3 separate regions of the Oryctolagus cuniculus genome follow, and all the other regions are linked to region 2. A link is a contact called in public Hi-C and Micro-C data. All regions are on one chromosome and are shown on one strand. Each heading gives the region's core, a stretch centred on a gene start, on an enhancer-like site or on the middle of the called end of the contact. The rest is flanking DNA. Distances are from core to core; before and after follow the strand shown.

Region 1 (4,430 bases), core at 1,820-4,319, 72 kb after region 2:
AAAGGTCAAGACAGAGAAACAAAGGTCTTCCATCTGCTGGTTCACTCCCCAAATGGCTGCAATGGCTGAAGCTGGGACAATCTGAAGCCAGGAGCCAGGAGTTCTTCCTGGTCTCCCACGTGGGTGCAAGGGCCCAGGGACTCGGGCCGTCTTCTCCTGCTTTCCCAGGAGCATTAGCAAGGAGCTGGATTGGAAGTGCAGCAGCCGGCACTCAGATGGACACCCATATGGGATGTCGACACTGCAGGCTGGGGCTTTAACCTGCTGCGCCACAGTGCTGGCCTGCCCTCCTCCAAAGATTTATTTATTTGAAAGAGTTACACAGAGAGAGAAGGAGAGGCGGGGGGGGGGGGGGGAGAGTCTGCCATCCTCTGGTTCACTCCCCAATTGGCCGCAACGGCCAGAGCTGTGCTGATCCCAATGCCAGGAGCCAGGAGCTTCTTAAGGGTCTCCCAAGCAGGTACAGGGGCCCAAGGACTTGGGCCATCCTCCACTGTTTTCCCAGGCCATAGCAGAGGGCTGGATCGGAACTGGAGCAGCCGGGACTTGACCTGGCACCCCATGGGATGCTGGCACTGCAGGCGGCGGCTTTACCTGCTACGCCACAGTGCCAGCCCTTTAATCTGTTCTTGAAGGACTCATTTGGATCCTTTTCAGTTGTATGCACAAGGTTTTAGACTTTTTGAATCTCCTCAATGTGACTTCCAGAATTAAACACAAATCTCCAAGGTTGTGTGGGAGGAAGTGGCGGGGGCAGGGGCAGTGCTTGGAGGAGGTAATTGGAAGCAGGGATGTCCAGGGACGGGCAGGCCCCTCTCCAGCCCATGCCACTGAGGGCACTGTGTCCGTCTCCCCAGAGCAAGCTCACATTCTGGTCACATCACTTCTGCCTGCCTCGCTGACCTTGGAGACTGGCCCTCTGTCCTTGCCAAGGTCTGTAACAGGTGGAGAACGTGTGAGAAGTGCCCGGCGTCTGCGTCACCCGTCTTCCCACTCAGCAGACTCCCTACCCACGCCCCCAGCACCCGCTAGAAAATGTCCTAACCTCGAGCGAGCCTGGGTGGGCATAAGCAGGCGTCCTTGCAGGTGAACAAGAGGGGACTGACTGGGCAGATGCAGGAGAGGGGCTGACAGCTCTCATTAAGAAGCTGCAGTCCTGGTGCAGGTGTGGCCAGGAGCCTGGCACACACTGTGATTGTAGCCTCACCTTCCCCTGTCTGACACAGGGCGCCCCTTCCTCACGTTAACTCTCTGCCCCCGGCTGAAGGTGAAACGCGTAGCATACCTGAGCACTTCACGGGCGTGTGCACCCACCCTCTGTGTCTAACCCTCTGGGAACGTCCCCGAGACTTGGTGAATGTGTGTAACTCCTAGAAACAGCACGTAGGACCTGTAACTCCTGGCTGGTCAGGGGGCCTGGGCTCGGGTCACGGGTCACGGGATGTTCTGGCTCCCAGCTCGGCCAACCCAGATCTGCTCCTTTCTGCTTACAGCGTCCGTTGCTGTCCCTGGGCTTCCGTTGGTGTCCACGCTAGACCAGACCCACCCTGTGGTTTTCCTGCCTGGCTGCCCACTGCGCAGTTTCTGAGATGTAGAGATGGGCTCGCCCTGGGCCGGCAGCCCGGACGCTGACTCTGAAGAGCACTTCTCTCCTTCATGGCGTGGAGTGCAGAAAGCTGCGTTGGGAGGAAAGTGTCCTGACCGCTGAGTGGTTAAGGCTCTCGCGTTGTTAAGCTTTCCGTGTAGTTCTAGTTTTGGTTCCACTCTGGTGACAGTGCTAGATGACGGTGTTACGTGGTCACAGCGTCGTCCTTGTGTCTCACAGCCCTCCCAGCTCCACAGCGCAGGCTGCACTCACGCAGCCGGCCGGGGAAGACCAGGCTGGAAGTCTGGTCACGCGTGAGGAGGCTGTTCCTTCATCCCGCAGCTTAGCACCAGCCCGGTGCACGCAGACAGCTCTACACGCAGTCTCTGAGAGTCAGGGGCTTTGTCTTGCCCGGGGCTGTCTCCAGGCCCTGGCACATAGTAGGTACTCAAGATCTGTTCATTAGTGACAGCGGGATTGACGGGAGGAACTGACCACAGATGCGATGACAGTGACCGTTCATTCCCCGAGAGCCAGCAGGGCAGGGAACGTCTCTCCTTGCAGGAGACTGAGGCTGGGACGGAGGTGGCCTCCAACGTCTGCAGCGCTCGCCTCCGGGGCTCCTGACACCCAGTACGGCCCAATCCCTCCTAATCCTGGAAGCAGATTTCATTCCATGTTTCTCACGAAAACGTTGCCCTGTGGGCCTGAAACCCCCCTGCTGGCGCTCGAGGACTCCCGGTGGCCCTGTGGGATCAGGCCGCGTGTTTCTGGTTCAGTGAGGCCTGCTCTAAGTGGGTCACCTCTAAAATCTCCTTTCAAGTCCTCAGTCTTTCTGGACATTTTCTTGCACCATTGTTTGGATTCTCACACTAATCACAGATTTGAAAATGTGTCATTTTTGTCCTTTTTAAAGTAACTTCTTCTATTTTAAACCTGTGGCACATCAGCTCGGTATTTAGGTTGGGGAACTCTTCATCCGAGTTCCCACATTCCCAGGGTACTTGCCAACCAGAGGTCAAAGAAATGTTGCTGTAAAAATCAGTCCAGGGCATGGATCTGTCAGCTGACACGTTTCCGTTACGTAAGGAGAGGGAGTTTTGGGGACACATCTCGCTGCACCCGTAGCTCCAGCGCTTCGTTAGTGGCGTCGCGTGGGTGAAGTGCCAGAGTCACTGGTCTGTCCGCCTTTGCTGCTGCTTTCCGGTGAGCCATCTGAAAATGACCAGGAGGTGGGCCATCAACTCGGGGCTTTTTTAAGCTGCCAGGGTAACAGGGTTACTACGTGAGTCCACGTCTGTGTTTTTTTTTTTTTTTAATTATTATCATCATTATTGCTAATTTCTCACGTAGGAGGGGGCTCCAGAAGTTCATGGGGGAGCAGAATGAGAAGACAGGACTAAGTTCCCGGCTGGCGCATCGCCGTCTTCTCCGCCTTCAGGGTCCAGTGCAGACAGCAGCCCTCTCCCCCTCCCCTAGTCTTCCGAAGCGTTTCTTGAGCACCTGTTTTGGGCTACAGATAGGTAGAGTGGAGTGAGAAAGCCCGTCTGTGAGAAGCACAGCTGGGTAGCGTAGGGATAGCACTGACTGTGCCGAGCTGCCGGGAGGAAACAGGAGAGCCGAGGAGGCCCAAGGGTCTTCTGGTGGCCTGTTCAGGGCCGTTCCGAGCCCCTGTGCTGTCTGCGGGGTGTGGTGCTTGGCGTGTGGCACACACCGGTCAGCTCTTGCCAGAGAAAGAGCTTCCCTGCCTGCTTCTGGATCCTGGGCCACAGAGCAGCCTGGTCTGTGATCTGCCTCTGTTTGTGTAAGGTAAAAGGGAGAGGGTCAAGCCTCTTAGCAGCTCCCTTAGGCTTTTTGCATCAGGAGCCCGCCTTCCTCAGATCGGTGTTAAGAACAAAGTAAACAGGCGTGCCTTTCTCTGGACCCTCGGAACCATCTCTTATAGATGTTATTTATTTGAAAGCCCAGGTGACACAGATAGGTCTTCATCTGCTGCTTCACTCCCAGATGGCCTCACTGGCCAGGGCTGGGCCAGGCCAAAGCCAGGAGCTCGGAACCCCAGCCCCGTCCCCCCCAGGGCTGGCAGAGGTCCAAGCACTTGGGCTGTGTTCTGCTGTCTTAGGCACAGGGAGCTGGACCGGAAGCAGAGCAGCTGGGACTCCAACCAGCACTCTTTAAAAATAATTTTTTTAAAGATTTTTTTATTTAGCTATTTGAGAGGTAGAGCCACAGACAGAGACAGGGAGAGACAGAAAGAAAGGTCTTTGATCTGCTGGTTCACTCCCCAAATGACTGCAACGGCCGGAGCTGGGCCAATCCATAGCTGGAACCAGAAGTTTCTATGGGTCTCCCACGCGGGTGCAGGGGCCCAAGGACTTGGGCCATCTTCCACTGCTTTCCCAGGCCACAGCAGAGAGCTGGATCGGAAGTGGAGCAGCTAGGACACGAACTAGTGCCCGTATGGGGTGCTGGCACCGCAGGTGGAGGCTTAGCCTGCTACACCACAGCGCCGGCCCTGGAACCAGCACTCTGATAAGAGAATTTGCCGTCACAGGTAGCAGCTGGACTCACTGTGCCACATGCCACCCTGCCACCTTGATTGTCATTCTCGGGCCTTAGGAACTCACGCCCTAGTGTCCTTTATTGAAATCTCCACTTCTTTGTGAGCCCCGCAAAGTGTCGGGGTGAGACCACCAGCTCGAACAGAGCGTGAGGCGTGCACACACCTTCCCCAGGTTGGCCTCAAGCGACTGCTCGGTTTGCCTTAAAAGTGTTTTAAGGTCTGCTCGATTTAAATGGCATTTGTTCTCAGGGTTGTCAGCATGAATCAGCGTTTAACAAGATG
Region 2 (4,228 bases), core at 899-3,398:
GCGTCTGTAAGGAATTAATTATTGAGCGAACTCTGTAATGGATTTTGAGTGTTTTTTCTTGAAACATACTGCAGAGTAAGATTTTTTTTTTTTTTTTTTTTTTTTTTTTTTACTAGCAACACATGTGGGTGTTTAACTGTTTGGGAGAATGCTCATTTCTCATGAAAGCATGTGCTAACCCAGACGGCTGATGTCCAACCTACTGAGTGGGACAGCGATGAGGACTACCTGGTGAGCGTCGGGTGCGGCTGCGGGCACGCCTTGTGGGAAGGATGGAGTTCAGAGGGCCCTGCCCCCTCAGCCCTGCGAGGTGGGCTCTGTCACCACCCTTGTCACAGGCGGGCGCTCAGGAGGTGCAGAGGGCGGCAGTGACGAGCTCAGGGCTCCTCGGCTGGAAAGGGGCGCAGGCCCGGCTGAATGATGAGGAAGGAAGCCGGGTGCCCTCCCGGGAAGTGGCACGTTCCTGAGGAACGAGGTCGGGTGTTCCCTGCTGGCACACGGGGCTCCCTTGGGAAAAGCTCCCTGATAAGCTGCAGGGCAGGTGTCGCGACCAGGGTTCAAGCAACAGTGCAAACCAGAAAACAACAGGGATTGTTTTGCTAGAAAGGATTTTTTTTTTTTTTTAATTTTGACAGGCAGAGTGGACAGTGAGAGAGAGAGAGAGAGAGAAAGGTCTTCCTTTTGCCGTTGGTTCACCCTCCAATGGCCGCCGCGGCTGGCGCGCTGCGGCCGGCGCACCGCGCTGATCCGATGGCAGGAGCCAGGAGCCAGGTGCTTTTCCTGGTCTCCCATGGGGTGCAGGGCCCAAGCACCTGGGCCATCCTCCACTGCACTCCCTGGCCACAGCAGAGGGCTGGCCTGGAAGAGGGGCAACCGGGACAGAATCCGGTGCCCCGACTGGGACTAGAACCTGGTGTGCCGGCGCCGCTAGGCGGAGGATTAGCCTAGTGAGCTGCGGCGCCGGCCGCTAGAAAGGATTTTTTAATGTGTAAGGCAGAGTTAGAGATGGAGGGAGAGATCTCCCATCCGCTGGTTCACTCCCCAGATGGCGGCCATAGCTGGGGCTGGGTCAGGCCAAAGGCAGGAGCCTGGAACCCAAGCACTTGAGCCGCCTGCTGCCGCCTTCCCAGGCACATAAGCAGGGAGCTGACATGAACCAGCACTCATGGATGCTGGCATCAAAGGCAGGTGCACCACACGCCAGCCCCCACGGGGGTGTTTTTGTCTTGAGAAAGAAGGGGGGGGGCAAAGGCACGTGACGCCAGGGCACTGCTTGGGTCGCATGACCAGGCAGTGACCCCGCCCCCATCCTGTTACTGGAAGATGCCAGACTTGACACCTCCTGTGCCTTCCACACCCCCGCCCCTTGGTGTGAGTGGCTGCAGAAGGGGTGCCGGGAGGCCAGTGAGCGACCCTGGAGGTACAGGCACGGAGTTGGAGTGCCAGCTGCCCGGCTGCACACACAGGGCCTGGGGGTGTCTTGGTGGCAGAGTCCCGGCACCGCGTGTCGGCTCTGTTCTTTCCTCCTCGGTTACCATCCTGAAGACGACGCAACAGGACAGCTTGGAAGGCGGAGGGCCACCCTGCAGACCCTCGTCCAGTCCCCGCCCTGTGGAGGCTGGGCCATGGCGGCGTTGCCGGGGTCGGGCCCCCGGCTGCTGCCGTTCAGCTCCGAGTTACCACGCCATCCTCAAGGCGGCCTCGGCACCGGATGGCCCTGCGGGTTCCCGTCCCGGCTGCGCCATTCAGTCCGCGGCAGCCCAGCCGGTCACCTGCTGTCAGCCCCAAGGACGTCAGCCCACGTTCCCCAGGAGGGCAAACTTTGGAAACTCTGTCCTTTGTCAACTCCCAGCCAGGTGCGGCGCCCCGACCCCTGCGCGCCAGCAGAGCGGCGAAGCCCTAGCCAGAGGGGGAAGCGTCCCCAGCTGATAGCCGCCGGGCCGCGACTTCTAGAAAGTGACGCCCGCCGGACTCTATAGGCAGTCCGCCTTTGATTGACGGGGGAAGCCACCAATGCACGCCTAGAGGAGGTCCCCTGCGCGCCCTAGGGGCGTGCCGCCCTCGAGCTTCCTCGGCCCAATCCGGAGCCCCAGAGGGGCTGTGGGGCGGGGCTCGGCCGCCGGCAGCCAATGGGGCGAGCGCAGCGGGGGCGGCGCGGTAGCGGCTGGCGGCAGAAGCGGCCGCGGCGGGTCTGGGCAGGGCTGGGCAGCGCGGCCGGAGGGGAGCAGAGCGCTGGGACGCGGGCCGGAGCCGGAGTTGGAGTTGGCGACGCCGTCGCGGCTGGAGCGGGGTGCGCGGCGGCCCGAGAGGCGAGCGGCGACCGAGGTGAGGGGCGCTCCGCGACGGTTGGGGCGCCGAGGGCGGGACGCGGGGGCGCTGGGCGGCGGCGGGGCCCGCGCCCTGTCAGGCCGCCGCGCCGGGCTCGGCTCCCTAGGCGGGGGAGCCTGTGGGGCCGTCCGCGCCGCGCGCGAAACTTCCTGTCTCCGGGCGGGGGGCGTGTGTCCGGGGACGGGGGGAGGGGGCGCCGAGAGGGGGCGTCTTGGCGGCGCCGGCGGCTGAGGGGAGGAGTGGTCGCGGCGGAGGACCCGCCGGAGGCAGGGGGCCGCGGGCAGGGCCCTCGCGGGGCCGGAGGGCTGCCACCGGGGGCGGCGGGCGGCCGCGGAGCGGACTTGAGAGACCGAGGTGCGGTTGGGGGGGGGGGCGGGAATCCCGGGGCGCGGGTGGGCGAGGGGAGCCCGGGACGCGGGTTCGGGGCTTTGAGGAGCGGTCCTCCATTTCCTTCCTGCCTTCCCACCCGCCCTGTCCCGGCGCCGAGTGTGCGCGCGGGGAGGGTGGGGGAGCCGAGCGCTTGCCGGGGAGCGGGTCTCCGGGCTGGGGGAGTTTGTCCCCTCGACCCTGGGACTTGCCCCTCCGCGGCCGGGCGTCCGGAGGGGCCCGCGGTGGCCGCTGGATTCTGGCCCCGCGGGGGAAGGTGGGTTTTCCGCTCGGGAGTTGGTCCGCGGAGCAGGCTGGCGGGCTCCGTGGGGCCCACGCGGCCGCAGCCTCCGGGCAGACACGCCCTTGGGGCGCCGTTGCGGGGCGGGCTCCGGCGGCCTCCGGGTGGGGTGTGCGCGCCCCGCGGCTCTGCCCCGCTCTCTGCCCCAGCCGTGCGGACTGCACTGTTTACCAGACGCTCCCTGGTTGTCCCGATGAAAATGTGGAGCCCAGCTCGGAGCTGCGGACCCGAGCTCCCGGCTTCAGGCCCTGCGCGGCCTGGGCGGCTCTCCCAGGATGCGGGGTGTCTGTGGGAGCCCTCCTGGGCTCGCCCCACGCATCCCCACGCGTGCCCGCAGCCCCGCGGTGGAGGCATTTAGGGCGGCGCCTGATTCACCTGGGAAGTGTGGTGCGTGTGCGTTTGAAGTTGACCCTGGAGCGTGGCAGTCCCCGCGCCCGCTGAGACGGGGCCCCAGCAGTCGCGAAACTTCACGGAACCGGCCACTGGGCCGAGCGACACAGAGCAGTGGACCGGTGACTGGGGCTGCACCTGGTCGCTTTCCGGGGAAGAGCCGCAGCTCATTTGAATGAGAACAGTATTCTTAGCGCCTGCTGTTTGGCCAGCTGGAACCTCTGCCTGTAGTTCCCAACGTTAAGAGGTCGTAACGTTTAATCGAAAAACGTGCGGTGGCTTCCCGCAGAGCCAGGTGGGGGCCGAGGTTGGCCCTGGTGCCCGTCCACAGGCATTTCCGGGGCGGGAGCACCCAGGGGATTGTGCTGAGCCTATGTCCTCCTTCCCCGCCCCTGACAGCCCACCCTGGCCCACAGGCAGGGTGCTGGGGCAGCAGAGAACCTCGGAGCCACTGCTGTGTTATTCATTTGCTGGTGCTTGGTGCTGAGTGATCACAGTAGCGTTTGCCAAGCGCTTTCTGGCCACCCCGCCCCTCCCCGCGGGCGTAATGGGGGCCACCCTGTAGGTGCTGTGCGCCACGACCGTGTTCCCGTGAGTGAGTGACGGTGCTGAGGCGGATTTTTCCAGTTAGACTGGGACCGCGTCTGCATACCTGCAGTGAGTCGCAGTCCACAGGTGGCGTCCCCTCTGGCCACCGCAGTGCCGCCTCCCGGGCCTGGACGCCTGAAACTTGACTCTGGCTGGCTTCCGCGGTGGTGCGGACGCCGGCTGGGCCCTCCTGCGGTCTTGAGCTTTCTGGTTTGTGCTATGTCTGCTGCCTGGAGGCAGACCTGAAGGACGGGC
Region 3 (4,514 bases), core at 468-2,967, 110 kb after region 2:
GCGTGCTCCGTGACTCCGCCCCGCCTGGCTCCTGGAAGAAGGCTCCCCAGCCCGTGTTCCCACCAGGACAGTCGGGGTGCGGCTTGCACACCTCTCCACACGCGCCCTTCCTGCTGTCATTGCAGCCTGGTGGTTCTCAGTGCATCCTCCGGGGCCCGCGCGTGGGAACAGCCCCGGATGCTGGGGCCTCTTGGCTGCAGTGTGCAGGACTTTCTGGCACACTCCAGATTTTAGTCCCTTGTCAAGTTTAAATGTAGCTGATTGTGAGAGAGCATTCGCGGTCTGCTGTCTGTCCGTGGTGTTGGCTTCTAAATGGAAACTCTTAGTTTTCGATGTGATGAAGTGTGTGGTGTGTATGTCCTTGTAGCTTTTACTTTTGAGATTGTGCTTACAGAGCCTCCCCTTACATCACAGAAGTATGCGCCTGCGTCATCTTTGAGTCGCTCTGGCTCATCTCTCATGCTTTTCCTTTGCGTGTCGAGGGTGGGTCCGGCTAAGGCAGTGGGGAGACAGGCCACGCCCCCTCCAGGTACCGCTCTGCAGGGCTTAGGGACTGGGACTCCAGGGTGCCTGCTGTCACCCCGGGTCTGGTCAGATCTGGGAAACGGGACACGAGGCTGGCTGGGGGCAAGAGCAGGGCCTGAATCATGGTGGGCAGGGAGGTCTAGCCCAGGCCTGACACTGCCCTCAGTGTGGGACTGCCACGCCTGGCCCCACACTCCCACGTGCCGGAGTCCTGCAGAGGTCAGAGGCCTGGGCAGGAAGGGGTGGGGGAGGCCCTTGGAGGTGGAGCATTAGCAGCTTTGGGGTGGTCCTGCCTGGCCCGCTTCTCACTCGGACCATGGGCTTTACCCTGGAACTTTGGCTGTAACTAGCTGATTTATCTATGAGCTGGGTCTGGTGGTCACCAACCAAAGAGAAGGTGAAAAGTATTAAAATAGAAGGTCCATTTATTTTTTAAAAAATATTTTATTTATTTGCAAAGCAGAGTTACAGACAGAGAAAGGGAGAGACAGAGGTCTTCCATCCACTGGTTCACGCCCCAGATGATTGCAACACCTGGAGCTGAGCTGATCTGAAGCCAGGAGCCAGGAGCTTCTGCCAGGTCTCCCACACAGGTGCAGGGGCCCAAGCAAGTGGGCCATCTTCCACTGCTTTCCCAGGCCACAGCAGAGAGCTGGGTGGGAAGTGGAGCAGCCGGGGCTCCACCCGGCGCCCATATGGGATGCCAGCTCTACAGGCAGAGGCTTACCCTGCTGTGCCACAACACCAGCCCCTAGATGGTCCATTTAAAGGGACCAAATACAGCCGCTTCTGTGCCGGTGACCTGTCAGCCCTCTGTTGGGCACTGAGGAGGCTGGGGGAGTGCAGGGGCTGTGAGTCCACCCCCCAGGAATGCCCAGGTCTGCTTCCAAGTCTGCCAGCTTTCCTGCTGCCTCAGGCTGCTGCATTCCACAGAAAGGTGGTGGCAACGTGCATGGGCGGTGAGGTCAGAAGCAGGCGTTCTCCAGGTCCCTGGGGACTGTTCCCACCCACCTGCCTGCAGGGTGGATGAGGAACTGGTGCAGCCTGTTAGAACAGTGCACCGAGTCCACCGCCGCTGTTCCTGATTCCACAGATGTTTCCACAAATGCGGGGAGTCCCAGCTAGCTGGAAAACCAGGCTGTTCTGCGCTGGAGTCGCAGGGCGTGGGGCCAAAGACAGCCAGAGAAATGATTCAGAGCCTGGCCTGCTGAAGGGAGGTTTGCAGCCAGGAAGAGGGTGGGCAGCTGAGAGCTCTGGGCCCAGGGGAAGGGTATTGTGGGTGGAAAGTGGAGGCCCTGGGCCAGGCCTGATGGCTGGGAGGCAGCGAGCGGCCCCAGGAAGCCTCTGGGAAGGAGGCCCCGCCCTGGCGAGGTGTGCATGACGACCGCCCCTCCCCACCTGTCCCCTGGAGGACAGAGCGGCCCACTTTGGCCCCAGGAAGCAGCCGTGGTGTCAAGAGGCCTCTTCCACACCTTCCCTCCAGGATCTCCCCGCAGTGGTCCCCAGCAGGCCCCACCCCATGTCCAGGCACCTCCCTGCGTTCTGTGTTTTGTTCCTGGTGGGTGTCTCATGGCTCTGGTCGTTGCCATTGCTGCTGCTGTTCCCTGTGCCTCTAATCTCCACTTCCTACCGGTCCTTGAAAAGTCCCTTAAGTGTCCCCTCACCCCTCCCTGCTGCCTGGTGCCGCAGCCCTGGCACCCTGTGAGGTACCTCACCCTGCAGGTGCCCCAGGCATTTGTCTTTGGTGTCTGAGGATCTGAGTGGGGTGAGCCCGAGTGTAGAGGGAGTTGGGGACATAGATATATCAGACCTCATCCAAAAATGGGCGTTTTGTGAATGGATCAGCTGACAGTGGGATTTGGAGCAAAGCTTGTGTACTACCAGTTTCTGCATTAAACTGTCTGCCACTTGGCCATCTGGAAACAAGCTAGTAATTTGAAGAAGTAAAAGAGCTTTTATTTAGAAGACTGGTCTCACACACACACACACACACACACACACACTCTTATTCCAGTATATGATCAATTTGTCAGAAATTTCAAAATTAATTTCCTTGCATTTAGAACCCATCCTAATTATGTTGATTTTTAAAAGGTATAAAGCAGGCACATGGGTGTTAAATTAAACGTCGTCAGTGTCATTAGACATTGGGGACGTGCGGATTAAAGCCGCAGGATACTGCTGTGTGTAGAAACAGAGTCCTGGCAAGACGGCGTGCTGGTGGGGAGGCAGGTCAGCCGGCGCTCTCCTGGGCTGCTGACGCGAGTGCACAGGGCACAGCCGCTTTGGGTCCCAGTTCCGCAGTTTTGTTAAACGCACACAGAGCGTCATCCATGCAGGGGTATTTTCCCAAGAGAAGTGAAAATATGTGTCCGCACTGTTCACCCTTGAGAGACAACTGAGGCACGAGTCAGTTACAAAACGGAGGAGTCTATTTGGGCTTATTCAGAACTGCAGCCCAGGAAACAACATTCAAGCCATCTCCAGGAGGCGCTGGGAGGCCTCACACGGTAGCAGGTGCGGGATCGGCAACTGAGAAATTCATGAGAAGCCGTTCTTTGGGAACCACGAATGGGAGAGGAGCAGGAACAAGAAATTCCAGAGAGGGAGGCAGTAGGAGTGAATTCAGGGCCGTTTGTGAGACCGGAATGTGTGCTGCTTGGATGACACTGGTTCTCAGCATGTAAGTGACAGGACGCCGTGCGTCTGGGCGTGGGCTCCCCCGTGTGCTGGAAAGGAACGTGCCTGCCCAGGTCGAAGGCTCTCCCAGGTCCACGCTCTCCCGTCTCCTGGGCTGTAGTTACGGGGATAGCTCAGTCGCTTTGGTCTTTCGGCTTTAATTTTCCTTGCAACAAAGAGCTGTAGATTAGTACTTACCGCTTCTTCATTCATAGTTACGCCACACTGAGAGCAGCCCTGTACCTGTCAGCGGGAGGCGCAGATCAGTGGTGGTGTGTGCACGTGGCAGCAGTGACAGGGTGAGCTGCCGCTGTGGGCCACGTTCTCGGCCATCCCGGAAAAGGGCAGCGGTTGTGGGGAGTGGACTGCGAGAGGGCACCGGGGACTTCGTGGGGAGGTGGAAGTGTTCCGTGCCTTGATATGGACGCGGTGTGCGTGTGTCTAAACTCAGCTACGTGTGCCCCTGGAGAGGGCGGCTTCCCCGAGTCGATTCTCTCTGACTTTCGAGAACAGCATCAGTAGCTCTGTCTAGGACCACAGTGCCTGCGTGGGGATGGGAGTGCCACACCGACACCGCTGGTGGTTTACGGAGGTGGAGGCCAGGCGCGATGGGCTCTCAGGAGCCCCCAGGTAGCCTTTCGTTGAAGGAGACAGCAGGGCTCCTGCCTGAGCCCCTGAGCCTGTTGAGTGTGCCCTGCCTTCACCCCTCCACCCGACTGATGAGCACGGGCTCCCCTGCCGAGGGCCGGCACAGAAGCCGGCGTGGCCTCTCCCCGACAGCCTTCCTGTGCTCACCACCGCTTTGGAGGTGCCAGGGGATGCCAGGTGCTGCAGTGCCGCTGGGCTGTGCTCTCACGTGACTGGCTGAGACTTGTCCTTTCCTTTGTCAACATTTTTCAAGGGTCCTGAAAATCAGAGAGGTGGGCAGGTTTCTGGGGAGCCAAATGCATGCTTTGGGGGCGACTGCCAATTTGAGTGCTGCTGGCAGCAGCGGGAAACCACCATGAACTTCCTGTCGCCTGCTGCCACCGCGGCAGTGTGTGTTCCTGGGTGTTTTTTTCTGCTGTGATTTTCATAACGACAGCGAGGCCCCACCTAATGGGAAGCAGGTACACAACGTCACTTCTGATGTGTTGTGAAAATGCTTGCTTTTACCTTCCTAAAAGGAGCTACTAAAACATGGAATTGAAGCGCAGGTTCACTGGAGCCGGTGCTGTGGTGTGGCAGGTAAAGCCGCCTCCTGCAGCGCCAGCATCCATATGGGCGCCAGTCTGAGTCCTGGCTGCTCCACTTCTCATCCAGTTCCCTGC

The links. A called contact is a pair of places that touch in the nucleus more often than the background predicts.
Region 1: a contact with region 2 is called in a Hi-C map of an unstated tissue, with 2.0 times the contacts expected there. The contact joins the enhancer-like site here to the promoter of PACSIN2 in region 2. A contact is called at or near these places in 2 of 6 Hi-C or Micro-C datasets (ear pinna and an unstated tissue).
Region 3: a Micro-C map of ear pinna shows a contact between it and region 2, with 2.6 times the contacts expected there. The contact joins the enhancer-like site here to the promoter of PACSIN2 in region 2. A contact is called at or near these places in 2 of 6 Hi-C or Micro-C datasets (ear pinna and an unstated tissue).

The regions. Positions count from the first base shown.
Region 1 is chr11:118,589,005-118,593,434 of mOryCun1.1, reverse strand. All of the region lies in intron 1 of PACSIN2 (protein kinase C and casein kinase substrate in neurons 2), which reads left to right. Among named protein-coding and RNA genes, the nearest start is that of ARFGAP3, 64 kb to the right of the region's middle. Within about 2 kb of position 3,069, at least 1 of the 8 cell types and tissues checked has an H3K27ac peak or open chromatin away from gene starts, as enhancers often do.
Region 2 is chr11:118,660,352-118,664,579 of mOryCun1.1, reverse strand. PACSIN2 (protein kinase C and casein kinase substrate in neurons 2) reads left to right here and starts at 2,148. Exons shown (of 10, transcript XM_070053003.1): 1 at 2,148-2,325.
Region 3 is chr11:118,552,499-118,557,012 of mOryCun1.1, reverse strand. All of the region lies in intron 2 of PACSIN2 (protein kinase C and casein kinase substrate in neurons 2), which reads left to right. Among named protein-coding and RNA genes, the nearest start is that of ARFGAP3, 28 kb to the right of the region's middle. Within about 2 kb of position 1,717, at least 3 of the 8 cell types and tissues checked have an H3K27ac peak or open chromatin away from gene starts, as enhancers often do. A contact at or near this core is called in ear pinna, where this site is marked.